Regions from separate parts of the Arabidopsis thaliana genome. Here region 1 is linked to region 2. Evidence: chromatin contacts called from public targeted proximity ligation data. All regions are on one chromosome and are shown on one strand. The core of a region is the stretch at or near the end of the contact, and the rest is flanking DNA. Distances in the headings are between cores, read along the strand shown. Region 1 holds the start of FED A (2Fe-2S ferredoxin-like superfamily protein). Region 2 holds the start of NIK3 (NSP-interacting kinase 3).

The links.
Region 1: a targeted proximity ligation map of shoot shows a contact between it and region 2, with 17 read pairs. A contact is called at or near these places in 6 of 26 Hi-C or Micro-C datasets (callus, leaf, root and 2 more), 2 of 2 datasets of targeted methods (seedling and shoot) and 1 of 3 other capture datasets (seedling).

Annotation. Positions count from the first base shown.
Region 1 is chr1:22,439,330-22,446,423 of TAIR10.1, reverse strand. FED A (2Fe-2S ferredoxin-like superfamily protein) reads right to left here and starts at 2,117. Exons shown (of 1, transcript NM_104775.3): 1 at 1,133-2,117. The coding sequence starts at 1,859. The coding sequence ends at 1,413. IRT3 (iron regulated transporter 3) reads left to right here. Exons shown (of 3, transcript NM_001333922.1): 3 at 1-1,125. The coding sequence ends at 549. It overlaps SNRK2.10 (SNF1-related protein kinase 2.10), which reads left to right and starts at 4,203. Exons shown (of 10, transcript NM_179503.3): 1 at 4,203-4,316; 2 at 4,490-4,647; 3 at 4,835-4,909; 4 at 5,013-5,114; 5 at 5,342-5,395; 6 at 5,497-5,589; 7 at 5,735-5,827; 8 at 6,322-6,426; 9 at 6,506-6,604; 10 at 6,682-7,094. The coding sequence starts at 4,528. The coding sequence ends at 7,026.
Region 2 is chr1:22,382,146-22,389,174 of TAIR10.1, reverse strand. NIK3 (NSP-interacting kinase 3) reads left to right here and starts at 1,409. Exons shown (of 11, transcript NM_104763.3): 1 at 1,409-2,349; 2 at 2,731-2,860; 3 at 2,946-3,017; 4 at 3,099-3,242; 5 at 3,351-3,422; 6 at 3,522-3,581; 7 at 3,666-3,757; 8 at 3,849-3,995; 9 at 4,082-4,423; 10 at 4,511-4,902; 11 at 5,233-5,782. The coding sequence starts at 2,244. The coding sequence ends at 5,574. ACLA-2 (ATP-citrate lyase A-2) reads left to right here. Exons shown (of 13, transcript NM_104764.4): 11 at 7-123; 12 at 212-328; 13 at 413-648. The coding sequence ends at 484. It overlaps TBL2 (trichome birefringence-like protein (DUF828)), which reads left to right and starts at 6,753. Exons shown (of 5, transcript NM_104762.5): 1 at 6,753-7,029. The coding sequence starts at 6,959.

The DNA.
Region 1 (7,094 bases), core at 868-3,367, 57 kb before region 2:
ACGGAAGCTTTGAAGAACCCGTGCTTACCGGATTTCCCTTGGTCTAAGTTTCCTTTCCCGGGATTCTTTGCGATGATTGCTGCTTTGATCACTCTGTTTGTGGATTTCATGGGGACTCAGTACTATGAACGGAAGCAAGAGAGGGAAGCTAGTGAGTCTGTTGAACCGTTTGGCCGTGAACAATCACCGGGTATTGTTGTTCCCATGATTGGAGAAGGAACGAATGATGGGAAAGTGTTTGGTGAAGAAGACAGTGGTGGGATTCACATTGTTGGCATTCATGCTCATGCTGCTCATCATAGACATAGTCATCCTCCTGGTCATGATTCATGTGAAGGACACAGTAAAATCGACATTGGTCATGCTCATGCTCATGGGCACGGGCATGGACACGGACATGGACACGTACACGGGGGTTTGGATGCTGTTAATGGAGCTAGGCATATCGTTGTTTCTCAGGTACAAAGCTCTGTTCTTTTTTTTTCTGATTCTTTCAGAGTTGCAAATACTATTTGGGTTTCTTCAAAAAAGCTCCAAAATTTGTGCTAATACTGTTAGGTTCTGGAGCTTGGAATTGTGTCACATTCCATAATCATCGGTCTATCCCTTGGAGTATCTCAGTCTCCTTGCACAATCCGGCCTCTAATCGCAGCACTATCCTTCCATCAATTCTTTGAAGGATTTGCGCTCGGTGGATGCATCTCCCAAGCGCAATTCAGGAACAAATCAGCGACCATAATGGCTTGTTTTTTCGCCCTCACAACCCCGATAGGGATCGGGATTGGAACCGCAGTGGCGTCGTCTTTCAATTCTCACAGTGTCGGAGCATTGGTCACTGAAGGTATCTTGGACTCGCTCTCAGCCGGAATTCTTGTGTACATGGCTTTAGTGGATCTCATAGCTGCTGATTTCTTGAGTACAAAAATGAGGTGTAACTTTAGGCTTCAAATTGTATCTTATGTAATGTTGTTCCTAGGAGCTGGACTCATGTCTTCTCTTGCCATTTGGGCTTAATTAGAGTATAAGATTCCATAGTTTCTTCTATAGCTACAAATAACATGTATAGTTCTTTCTAGAGAATTTATCAATCTAAGATTTCACAATTGCTCGCAAATCGGATTTTTCTTGATACTTTGATGATTGTTGAGTTCAGAATAAGAACTACAAACCAAAGCTAGCTAGACTTCAAGAAAATGTATTTCCAATGTTTAAACGATAATGTTAGATTCTCATCGAAAGTGTTGCAGAATTTGCAGTTGCATAGTTTAAAATGTCATCGATTGATGGTGAGCCAAACCAGGAACAATAACAACAGATAACAATAGTTTTTAGTAACAACAAACTCAACCCAAAATGTGAAATTTATAAAGACATGATTTTTAAACCATCAAAAGCTGGTGAGTAGGTGAGGCTTAAACAATGTCTTCTTCTTTGTGGGTTTCAATGGTAACATCAGAGGTAGGGTAAGCAGCACAAGTGAGAACAAACCCTTCACCAATCTGTTCATCATCAAGGAAACTCTGGTCAGACTGATCAACAGATCCAGACACAACTTTACCAGCACAGCTCGAACAAGAACCAGCACGGCAAGAGTAAGGCAAATCGATTCCAGCTTCCTCAGCAGCATCAAGAACGTAGACGTCGTCGTCACACTCAACCTCTAGCTCACCTTCTGGTGTGATGAACTTGACCTTGTATGTAGCCATGGCTGTGACACGTCCACCACGAGCGGTGCCTGATTTGAGACCGAAGAGGGATTGTGTGTTGGCTGATGGAAGGGAACGGAGACTGATTGGAGCTGGGGAACGACGGATGAATGAAGTTCCGACGATGGCGCTTGAGAGAGCAGTGGAAGCCATTTTTTTTTGTTTTGTGTTTTGGGAGATAAAGTTGAGATTTTTGAGGATTATGGCTTGTGGAAATGGCGTGGAGAAAGATTAAAAGGTGAGAACTTTTTAGTGAGAATCCTATCTACCACGTGGCGTCTATTCTGTGGATCGATGGATTATCGTCTTTGTGTTTTATGATTTGTGTGTGTGTGATTGTGTTTGACACACTTTAAGAACACTATCTTGTTGAGGTGAGTATTACGTGGTCTTACTTGGGACAGCTCACACTTATTCGGACCTTGTTTGTATCGTCTAAATAACTCTTCGTTTGTTCCACTAAAATCATAAAAGATGTGGACTGGTTGTAACATCATATCTAGGCCGGGTTTAACTTCCAAACCGTATCAACCTGACCGAATCAAACCATTTTAACCCAATTACTGTAAATTACTCCATTATAATTATATAACGTAAATAATTGAACCTTACATAGAATGTATACCAAATCAACAAGTGAATACATAATCTCCACCTTCACACTTCAGTCAACTTCTAATGGCCTTTCAGTACATGAATAAATTGTTGGGAGAAGAGGTCATACTTGCTTGAATTGGGTGGAAGTAGTTTTCTAGTGAAGACCAGCCTCTTGGCATAACGTCGGAAAGTAGAAAAATCCTCAGAAACTTAAACACAATCAACAAAGTAGAGTATGAGACCATCTACATCGGTTGATTCTCAAAAAAGAGTTTCTCATGAATAAAATATTGCTTATTTTAATTGAATTTAGATAAAGTATTAAATTTTAATAAAAAGAATAAAATCAATCATTTCTGGAAAAACACGTGGCCATAAACATTTTTCAGAGTTTCTGAAAACAGAGACGATTCTCACTTCTCTCTTCTTTTCACCACTTTGTATTATTTTAATAATAAATATCTCTTTTAAATACTGTTGATGGAAGTGTCCTGATAGGTTTAAAACTTTTTAGTTATTTTTAATAAAAAGTGACTAAATTTTTTATTTTAGTTAAAGAAAAGTGGTTGAGATCTCTTTTAAAAACAATCTATCTATCATATCGAAATGACAAATTAGATAATCGTATTATCAAAAGCTAGATCTAACTAGGAATTGCAAGAGCATATTTTGCAGCCCCATTTCAATCTACTACATGTTGCAAATAGACAAATAGATAATCATATAGATAAAACTCATCAAGGAGATTGACTTATTGTTAACGAAACCAAACCCATGACATAATTTAGTAATGATGTAAGTGTTTTTGTACATGAAACAGTTTGCCACAAGCAACAACTGGACTTATGCCACTGAAATCAACGAAATTAGAAACCATATTAAAACCTAATCCATAGTGCCACGAACACAAGAAACCTACAACGCAGTCGATAAACACTTGCTAGAATTACGTTTCTTAAAGTTGTGCATTAGCCTTACTTCATCTATTGGGCCTTAAAATCATAAAGCCCATTACGAGAATGCAATCGTAAATGTTTTTTTTTCTTTCTTACTCAACATCTATATGATATATCCGTTATCTGTTGGGGTAGCTTAAGCAAAGTCACAACTCACAAATCTATCCATCATTCAATGTAACAAATCTATTGCTTTTTTAGTTAAGAAGAGAATTTATTTAGTTTGCATCTCCTATTATTTTAACAAAACTAATAATTTTTTGCAAATTTTAAAATTATATCTCAACTTTATACATATAATCAAAATGTGATTTCACATAGCCACATTCGGAAAGTATAAACCAACCATTCTACAAACAACCAACAAGTCAATGTTTAATTACGTTTTTCAGGTTAATTCAGAAGTTGTTCCAAATCGAATCTTTCCGTAAAAGGCAAAAACATATCTAGACAATCCAACAAGATAACTAAGTCATATTCAGATTCGTTATATAACTTATATAGCTTTCTACTGACCGTTAGTTGCAATTATAGTTTATCTAATATTAAACTAACTTTCTTTTTTGTAACTAAATACTCTCGGGTAAAAAAAGTCCTAACAATCTCATTTTTTGATAACTGGATACTTTAAGATAAAATCCAAACTAATCTCCAGCTCTTATAAAGATCCACTAGAGAATTATAGTAAACATTCTTGAGTACAAGTTGTTTTCGTATTCTCTTGATTCTTTAAAAAAAGCATATCCAATAAACAAATGATGTTCTCGTAGAATCGGCAAATTGCAAAAAGATGAAAAAATAAGAAATAGACGCAATTCTGTGACAACTAAAATATCCTTTTCACATATAGCGACGTCTCAGTCACTAAAGAACCGATAGAATTGGAATTTGTAGGTCCCACATTTATTAATATACCTCTTAAATTAACCAAAAATAATTCAATAAGTAAACTATTACTTAAATAATAAAAAAATAAGAGCCATCGTGACTTCGAGAGAAGAAGCCAGCAAGGAACGATGGAGATTATTACGGCATCATCATCATCATCATCATCATTGTAATTCGTAATCATATCTTCTTTTGGAATTTCTTCACGGATAAGAAAAAAGGATATCGACAATTTCGCTTTTGCTTTCAAAATCTCATTCTATCACTTTGTGCCTTTTTTAGCCATCGCGAAAAACCTCTGAATCGCATCCCTTGATTTTCTGGGTTTGTGACTTTGTGTAGTGGAAATTAGGCTTGTTGTTTGATTTCGCTACGAGAAAATGGACAAGTACGAGCTTGTTAAAGACATCGGTGCTGGGAATTTTGGAGTGGCGAGGCTCATGAGAGTCAAAAACTCCAAGGAACTCGTTGCTATGAAGTACATCGAGCGTGGACCTAAGGTTCTTCTTCTAACTCTCAAATTACTTCCTTTTACGTGTGCAATTTTGCAAGTTGGAGTGTTCTTCTGCTTCGTTTATCTGGGATTCTTACTTTTGTGAGCATAGTACTGGTTCATTGTCTTATAAGATCAAAGATTGAGTATGTGATTTTCAATCCTTTTTTTTCTGGTTTTGTTTTGGTGAATAGATTGATGAGAACGTGGCGAGAGAGATTATTAACCACAGATCACTTCGTCATCCCAATATTATCCGGTTTAAGGAGGTAACTGCATTTTTTCCATGGCTTCATGGTGTCATGTTTAAACCGATGGTGATTAGTCTCAGCGGAAGTTGGTATCCTAAGTTCACTGTTGTGGCATTTCCAGGTGGTTTTGACACCAACGCACATCGCCATTGCTATGGAATATGCTGCTGGCGGTGAGCTATTTGAGCGTATATGTAGCGCTGGAAGATTCAGTGAGGATGAGGTGAGCTTCCCCTGGCATTTAAAGATTTTAAGTCATGGTGGTGTACTAAATGATCAATTTCAGAGTTGTATTGTGGTCTGAGATTAATTGAGTGGAAAGGAAAGCGGAAATCTTGTAGAATTATATTTGTGTTTTGTAGTACAGGAAGCAAAAGGAATATGTGTTGTAAATCATTTGGAGCAGCTTCTCCGATTATGATAGCTTTTTGTGCACATCTTTGTTTTCAGGCAAGATACTTTTTCCAGCAGCTTATCTCAGGAGTCAGCTATTGTCATGCTATGGTAAGAGAAAGAAATGGGTTACGAAGTTTTTTTAACTTCACAGATATACATAATTTCTGCGGTATCAGTCCTTTACTTGCATTAGTTCCTTATTGTCACAGCAAATATGCCACAGAGATCTGAAGCTTGAAAATACCCTCTTAGATGGAAGTCCTGCTCCACGCCTGAAGATCTGTGATTTTGGTTATTCCAAGGTCTGCCATATATCTCCAGCATGCACTTGAATGTGCTAGTGATTTCTTAATTTATCCTGTTGTAACAAGCTCCTCTTTCTTCTTTTTCCCTCCATTTGCGAGGCCCCTTGTCACTTCCATGTGAGCTATTTTTCTTCTTTTGTAGTCCTCACTGTTGCACTCTATGCCCAAATCAACTGTTGGAACTCCAGCATATATTGCACCTGAGGTTCTTTCTCGCGGAGAGTATGATGGCAAGGTAATCTTATTGGTTTGCAAGTATTAGTATATCAAGTATGCTTAGCATCTTGATAGAGACATCATAGTTTGAAAAAATTTCCTGCGTAGTAATGTAGCTCTTTCAACTTTTTCTCATGCATAATATGTTTATACATCAAGAAGGTATCGCCCATATTGGCAGATATCTGCTGTGGCCTTGATAGATTTGGGCAGTAAACATGTCTTTTTAATTATCCAGGACCAGAATGTGTTATTTTTCCATTTTTTATCATTTAATCGCCATTCCTTTTTTGCATTTCTCGACTCTTTAAGTGCGTTTGTTCATTGATAATTATAAGCTTTCTAGCCTTGAGCCATGCATAAAGAATTTTTTAGAAACGCAATGGATCCCAAATACTTATCTTGACCCATATGCTCTATGAAATTGTTATGATCTTATTGTTTGGATTTGGAAACATCAACTTCACAGAAATCATCAGAGTTTTGGTACTTATATTCTTCCTTCTCACTCAGATGGCTGATGTATGGTCTTGTGGTGTGACTCTTTATGTCATGCTGGTGGGAGCATACCCATTTGAAGACCAAGAGGATCCCAAAAACTTCAAAAAAACAATACAAGTAGGTTTCTTTGTTTTTGCATTCTTTGCTTAAGAGTTGACACGACACCACCACTGATCGTTGTGCCACATTGTTACAGAGAATAATGGCTGTCAAGTACAAGATCCCGGACTATGTCCATATCTCACAAGATTGCAAACATCTCCTCTCCCGTATATTTGTCACCAACTCGAATAAGGTATCATCACTCTGTCGAAAAGCTTGTCCATCCTTTTTGAGATAATTACTTGTATAACTTATCATTTTTCTTGTCAGAGGATTACGATAGGTGACATCAAGAAACATCCATGGTTCCTAAAGAACCTGCCAAGGGAACTTACAGAAATAGCTCAAGCTGCATACTTCAGGAAAGAGAACCCGACATTCTCACTCCAAAGCGTCGAAGAGATAATGAAGATTGTGGAAGAGGCAAAAACTCCAGCTCGTGTTTCTCGGTCGATTGGAGCATTTGGGTGGGGAGGAGGAGAAGATGCCGAGGGCAAGGAGGAAGATGCAGAGGAAGAAGTTGAGGAAGTAGAAGAAGAAGAAGACGAAGAAGATGAGTATGATAAGACGGTGAAGCAAGTGCATGCTAGCATGGGAGAAGTCCGAGTCAGTTAAAAAAAAAGATTGATTTTCTTTTCACGAAAGTATTCTAAAACCAAAAAAAAAAGAAAAAAAAGTTTTCG
Region 2 (7,029 bases), core at 160-2,659:
CTTCAGTGTGCTACAGCGAATCCGGATGGAAAAAGCAGGGCTCTGGTAATTGGAGGTGGAATTGCTAACTTCACCGATGTTGCTGCTACCTTCAATGGCATAATCCGAGCTCTCAAGGAAAAAGTAAGCAAGAAGAGAGTAGAATCATCCACAAACACTTCATTGCCCCTTGACTACAAGTATAAATGAACCATGCTTTAACCGTTTACAGGAAGCAAAGCTGAAAGCAGCAAGGATGCATATATTTGTGAGGAGAGGAGGACCAAACTACCAAAAGGGACTTGCTAAAATGAGATCACTTGGAGACGAAATCGGTGTCCCCATCGAGGTATGTAGACACACAATGAATAAACTCAAGACATTCCCGCTTAATCAGTTTCTAACTGTTTTTACATGTCTGTTTGATTTCAAGGTGTATGGTCCTGAAGCAACAATGACAGGTATATGCAAGGAGGCAATCCAGTACATCACAGCGGCTGCATAAGCCTTTACAATCTTATCACTTACTTTCAAAATACTCTTTAGCGTCTCTTGAGTTTGAGACGTGTTTGGATTATGTTTCACTTCTAATGTATCTTACTATTCATAAATAAAGAACAAGTATCTTCTTTTTTCTTACTTGGTATTTTCTCTTTTGATTCTCATCTTCTTCTTGACTTAGATCAGAAGAAAACGTATTTAATCAACTTTTATCTAGCAACTCCAAAAATTCTACTAGGAAATAACGATATGGAATCAGAAGCATTTAAGCCTTTTACACACGATGCAAGCAATTTGCTGAAGTGGATATCGACAGTCATAGACATGTCCATTTTTAGACTTGGCTATTCAAAAATTTGGACCATTTTTCTATTAATCAGGGCCCGTTTTTAGTGATAGCTCTGGATATTTTCATTGAGCTGGGCCTTTTCTGGTCATGGAAAGAGATTGCAATATCTATTTAGCCATCCCAAGTGGGCAAAACATAATCTACGCTTACAAAATTTGTGTAAACGAATTCGTCTACGCTTACATTTTTGTGTAGTAAAGAGAAGTATTATGTTATCCTTTAATCAAAAACTCAAAAAGGGGTAAAATAATTGAAGCCTGAAAAAGCCAACAAGATAGGAGACAGGCCATGAACGTGATCTGCCCATCAAAAAAAACTTTTTTTTTTTCTCGGTAACTTTTTCTAAAAAGCAAAATATTAAAATAAGAGAGAGATGTCCTTGTTCTTATGTTTTTTCTTTTATCATCTATGTGACCCATCTCTTCAATCTAATCACATTTTTGTATATTAAAGTGTTTTCTTGAAACATTTGTCCGAAAGCAGAAAATAAAAAGGATTCAAACTGAAATCATGAAAACATAAACAAAAAAAATGTACTATTCTTTTTACCTCACAGTAATTTTGTTTTATATAAAAAGCTTATAAATTAACAAAACTTATAAAAAAGTGAGAAAAACAGAGAGTCTCTTCTTTTCTTGTTATTCTGTCAGTATCTTTCTGTGTGTGTTTGTGGATTTTTTGGCATTTTCATTTTGGATTTTGCTTGTTTGGTCCCTTTCTTTTCATGATTATTATTTTTAAATTCCTTTTTTATATTGGTGGTGTGAATGATAAGAGTAGGCAGATGAGAGATTAGATGATTTGGTAATAGTGGTGTGGAATTAGAAGCAAACCTTTTTTGAAAAAATTAAGAATGTTATAGAGATTAGTTATTCAATAACAACTACTACCAAAGTCATAAAAATGATATAAAATATAAACCAAGAAGCACTATTAGTATCACTCATCACTCAATAGCTTTTTTTTTTTCAGATCTCTAGGAAAATTTCTCAGACTTTCAGAGCATTTTGGTGCTTTTGTTTTGCTTGGTTTCTCGGGAAAATTCTCTTCACACTTTTAGAGTTTTCTCTCTCTTCTCTATCTCTTGTCACAGCTCGTTTAGCATTCATTCTCTTAATCGTTTCTTCATTCAAAAATTCTCTCTTTCTAAGCTGAGTAACTTGCAAGTCGTCATTTTTCAATTGGGGTCTTCTCCTTTTTACTTCCTTTGAATTGAAATCACAGAGAAAGAGAGGTTCCATTGCTGGAAAATGGATTGCTCAAATTAGTTTCTGTGTCTAAATAAAGACAGAGAAGAAGAAAAGTAGACAAAAGCTAAGTTTTTTTTTCAGATATGGGAGAGAGAAAAATGAGTTGGTGGGTTCTTTGAAACTTGTTTTTGTTCAGACCAAAGTTGATTGCTTTAAGAAGGGATATGGAAGGTGTGAGATTTGTGGTGTGGAGATTAGGATTTCTGGTTTTTGTATGGTTCTTTGATATCTCTTCTGCTACACTTTCTCCTACTGGTGTAAACTATGAAGGTTAGTCTTTTTCTTCTTGGAGAAATCTCAATTTTTTTCTCTATGAATTTATCATCTTTGGTTTTGTCTATTTTGTTTAGTTGTTCCGAAAATTCTGGTGAATGTTTGTGTGGATTAGGTTCTTTTTTGTTTCTTTATTGGATAATAAATATCACAGCTTTAAATGCTCACCAGACTCATATAACCTTAGCCAATAGCAGCTCAAGTTTACTTCATTCTCTGTGAAACTATACTGCATATAAGCTTACTGGGTTTTTCTTGGATAAGATTTCAATTTCGAAAAATGCAGCTTTAGCAATAAGATAATTCATAGGAGTTTTGAGGCTAGATTTGTTCTTTCAATCTGAAGTTTCTTTCTTTTTGTTTGTCTGAAATGAGCAGTGACAGCTTTGGTTGCTGTGAAGAATGAATTGAATGATCCGTACAAAGTTCTTGAGAATTGGGATGTGAATTCAGTTGATCCTTGTAGCTGGAGAATGGTTTCTTGCACTGATGGCTATGTCTCTTCACTGTGAGTCTTCTCTTCTCTTCTCGTATATTAGATTAAAAAAACCAGATAGATCTTTAAGACTTGTCTTGTTTTCTTAATGAAACAGGGATCTTCCTAGCCAAAGCTTGTCTGGTACATTGTCTCCTAGAATCGGAAACCTCACCTATTTACAATCAGTGTAAGATTTTTCTAGTCTTTGCTATATGTGATTCTTGTTCTCTGTTTTGCTTCTTGTTGAGCTTAATGTTTTGTTGTTTAGGGTGTTGCAAAACAATGCAATCACTGGTCCAATTCCGGAAACGATTGGGAGGTTGGAGAAGCTTCAGTCACTTGATCTTTCGAACAATTCATTCACCGGGGAGATACCGGCCTCACTTGGAGAACTCAAGAACTTGAATTACTTGTGAGTGCTCCTTTACGGTTTCACAATGATTCTTTTGTTGCATGTTTATAAAATTCCAATTCAATTCTGAGTGGTCTGTTGTTCTGTTCTTGTCATTTTCATTTTCAGGCGGTTAAACAATAACAGTCTTATAGGAACTTGCCCTGAGTCTCTATCCAAGATTGAGGGACTCACTCTAGTGTAAGTCTCTAAATCCTGCTTTTTCTATTGTTCACAGTGGAAAAACATACATTGGGAGAATATTTATTTACTTACTTTTTACTGATTCTTAATGTGCAGCGACATTTCGTATAACAATCTTAGTGGTTCGCTGCCAAAAGTTTCTGCCAGAACTTTCAAGTAAGCTTTACTAAACTTATACAAGAACTTATCTTTCCGTTGAAGCTGAAACTAAGATTCAGCGTTGGGCTTCTTAAACTGAAGGGTAATTGGTAATGCGTTAATCTGTGGCCCAAAAGCTGTTTCAAACTGTTCTGCTGTTCCCGAGCCTCTCACGCTTCCACAAGATGGTCCAGGTATTAGGCATCTGCTTCTCATAGCTCCCTATTCTTCTTCTGCGTCAATGTATCTCATCACTTCCATCTTTGGTTCTTCTTTCTGTTTTAGATGAATCAGGAACTCGTACCAATGGCCATCACGTTGCTCTTGCATTTGCCGCAAGCTTCAGTGCAGCATTTTTTGTTTTCTTTACAAGCGGAATGTTTCTTTGGTGGAGATATCGCCGTAACAAGCAAATATTTTTTGACGTTAATGGTTAGTATCTTGAAATACTATCGGCTTCACATCATTTTGTGCAGAGCAAAACTGACACTTGCATCTTGATGATTAATATTTTGCAGAACAATATGATCCAGAAGTGAGTTTAGGGCACTTGAAGAGGTATACATTCAAAGAGCTTAGATCTGCCACCAATCATTTCAACTCGAAGAACATTCTCGGAAGAGGCGGATACGGGATTGTGTACAAAGGACACTTAAACGATGGAACTTTGGTGGCTGTCAAACGTCTCAAGGACTGTAACATTGCGGGTGGAGAAGTCCAGTTTCAGACAGAAGTAGAGACTATAAGTTTGGCTCTTCATCGCAATCTCCTCCGGCTCCGCGGTTTCTGTAGTAGCAACCAGGAGAGAATTTTAGTCTACCCTTACATGCCAAATGGGAGTGTCGCATCACGCTTAAAAGGTAATGCAGTTTCCAAAAAAACTGCTAATTTCTTCATGCTCTTTTGCAAGTTTTTAATAGTTCCATCTTGCTACATTTTTTGTTTAGATAATATCCGTGGAGAGCCAGCATTAGACTGGTCGAGAAGGAAGAAGATAGCGGTTGGGACAGCGAGAGGACTAGTTTACCTACACGAGCAATGTGACCCGAAGATTATACACCGCGATGTGAAAGCAGCTAACATTCTGTTAGATGAGGACTTCGAAGCAGTTGTTGGTGATTTTGGGTTAGCTAAGCTTCTAGACCATAGAGACTCTCATGTCACAACTGCAGTCCGTGGAACTGTTGGCCACATTGCACCTGAGTACTTATCCACGGGTCAGTCCTCAGAGAAGACTGATGTCTTTGGCTTTGGCATACTTCTCCTTGAGCTCATTACTGGTCAGAAAGCTCTTGATTTTGGCAGATCCGCACACCAGAAAGGTGTAATGCTTGACTGGGTAAGTCTCTTTTCTCTGTTTCTTGTTTCACTTTCTAGAATCTTGAAGCTATTGTTCATAATTGTGGTTTGGTTCGGTTCAGTCTTGTTTGATAGAAAACTTAAACCAAAACAAAATATAAATTAGCCGTGATTTTGGCTAAATTTTGGTTCTGTTTTTGTGCTTGATAAAAGACTCAGTTTGGTTTTCTGTTATCTTTGATTTGAATTCGGTATAGTTTGAAGACTAAACTGTTATTTTGGATTCGGTTTGGTTCTGTTTTTGTGCTTGATCTGGAATTGGTTTGGTTTGGTTTATTGGTCTGAGAAATGAGATTGTTAAAAATGGCAGGTGAAGAAGCTGCACCAAGAAGGGAAACTAAAGCAGTTAATAGACAAAGATCTAAATGACAAGTTCGATAGAGTAGAACTCGAAGAAATCGTTCAAGTTGCGCTACTCTGCACTCAATTCAATCCATCTCATCGACCGAAAATGTCAGAAGTTATGAAGATGCTTGAAGGTGACGGTTTGGCTGAGAGATGGGAAGCGACGCAGAACGGTACTGGTGAGCATCAGCCACCGCCATTGCCACCGGGGATGGTGAGTTCTTCGCCGCGTGTGAGGTATTACTCGGATTATATTCAGGAATCGTCTCTTGTAGTAGAAGCCATTGAGCTCTCGGGTCCTCGATGATTATGACTCACTGTTTTTAAAAAATTTCTTTTCTTGGGTTTGTTTTTTATTTGTCGTTTTATAATGTTGATATAGATGTGAAGTTGAGTGTGTAATTTTTATGTAAAGAAAAAATATGAAATGCAAAAGAAAATGTTGATTAGCCTGCCACATTACTCAATATTTGAATTTTCAAAGTGAGGTAAGAATTTTGGATGGCATATAAATCAAACCGAACTGAAAGTTTTTGAATCGAAATGAACCGAATTGTAAGCTAAACGTAATTTCAATACCGAATAAACTGAATTGAATACATCAAGTTTCAGGACTACAAAATAATTTTGTAACATGTATATAAAAAAAACATTTGCATGTATAACTTTTTGTAATTCTTAAATAAAATTAAATTTGTTTAAACTATGTTATCTCCAATGCAAAACCGAAACAAATCTAAGATTTTCAAACTGACCTAAACCAAAACCAAAACAAAATCGAAAAGGTTCAAACTAATTACTAACCGAAAGAAAATTCTGATATAGTTTTTCTAAAACCGAAAAACCTAAAACCTTGAACCGAGTAAACCGGAAAACAAAATTCCTAAACATATATTCATCACTTAACCAAATTAAAGATTCCAAACCGAAATAATTCGGTATAAAGAGAATCGAACTCTATTCGGTCAACGTGTAATGAAGCATTAAACTTCGCCTCAGACACACTATACAAAACCACCGAACATAGGAATTAGGATGGTCTTTAAAATCAACGAATAATGGGTCAAGCAGAGTCGTAAACGTGGAGACTATTCAGGTGTGAGGACAGAAGCGTGCACCTGCAGCTTGAGAGACCACACATGAAACCGTTAGATCACGCGGCTATAAGCAATCGCAATAAACGAGAAGAAGAATGATGTCGGTCCAAAGTCTCGTGAGCCGTTCTTATGCCACGTGCCTTAGATACAGTCGGTGCCACTCTGCCGTATTATTTTGGTCATTACCACGATCTCATTAAATTCCTCATTAGTAGTAATTACCTTAATCATCTAAAATTATTAAGGGAAATAATTAAAATCATACTACAAATGAGCACCTCCATGATTTAATTAAAAGTTTAGATCCACATATACCGCATTACTTACCACAATTATTGACAAACAAAAAAGGATAAACATACATTAACAATTTCATTAAGAAATGGCTTTCAATTTAACTTTTGACAAACATGAATGGTGGTTTAAAACTGAAATCGTTATCTTCGAGAGAAACCGCTCTTCCCCCAAATTCAAGTTCATCGAAATAAAAAATTTAATAAACTCTCCCTCACTTTTACATTCTGAACCAGAATTTACCATTTTCTTAACCACTTCAGTTTCTTCTCCAAGTTTCCATTTGAACAAACTAAGAAGATGGACTCGTCGAAGAAACTCCTGTTTCCAGACCAGATTCTGTCTTCTAGAAGAAACATATTAACCAGATT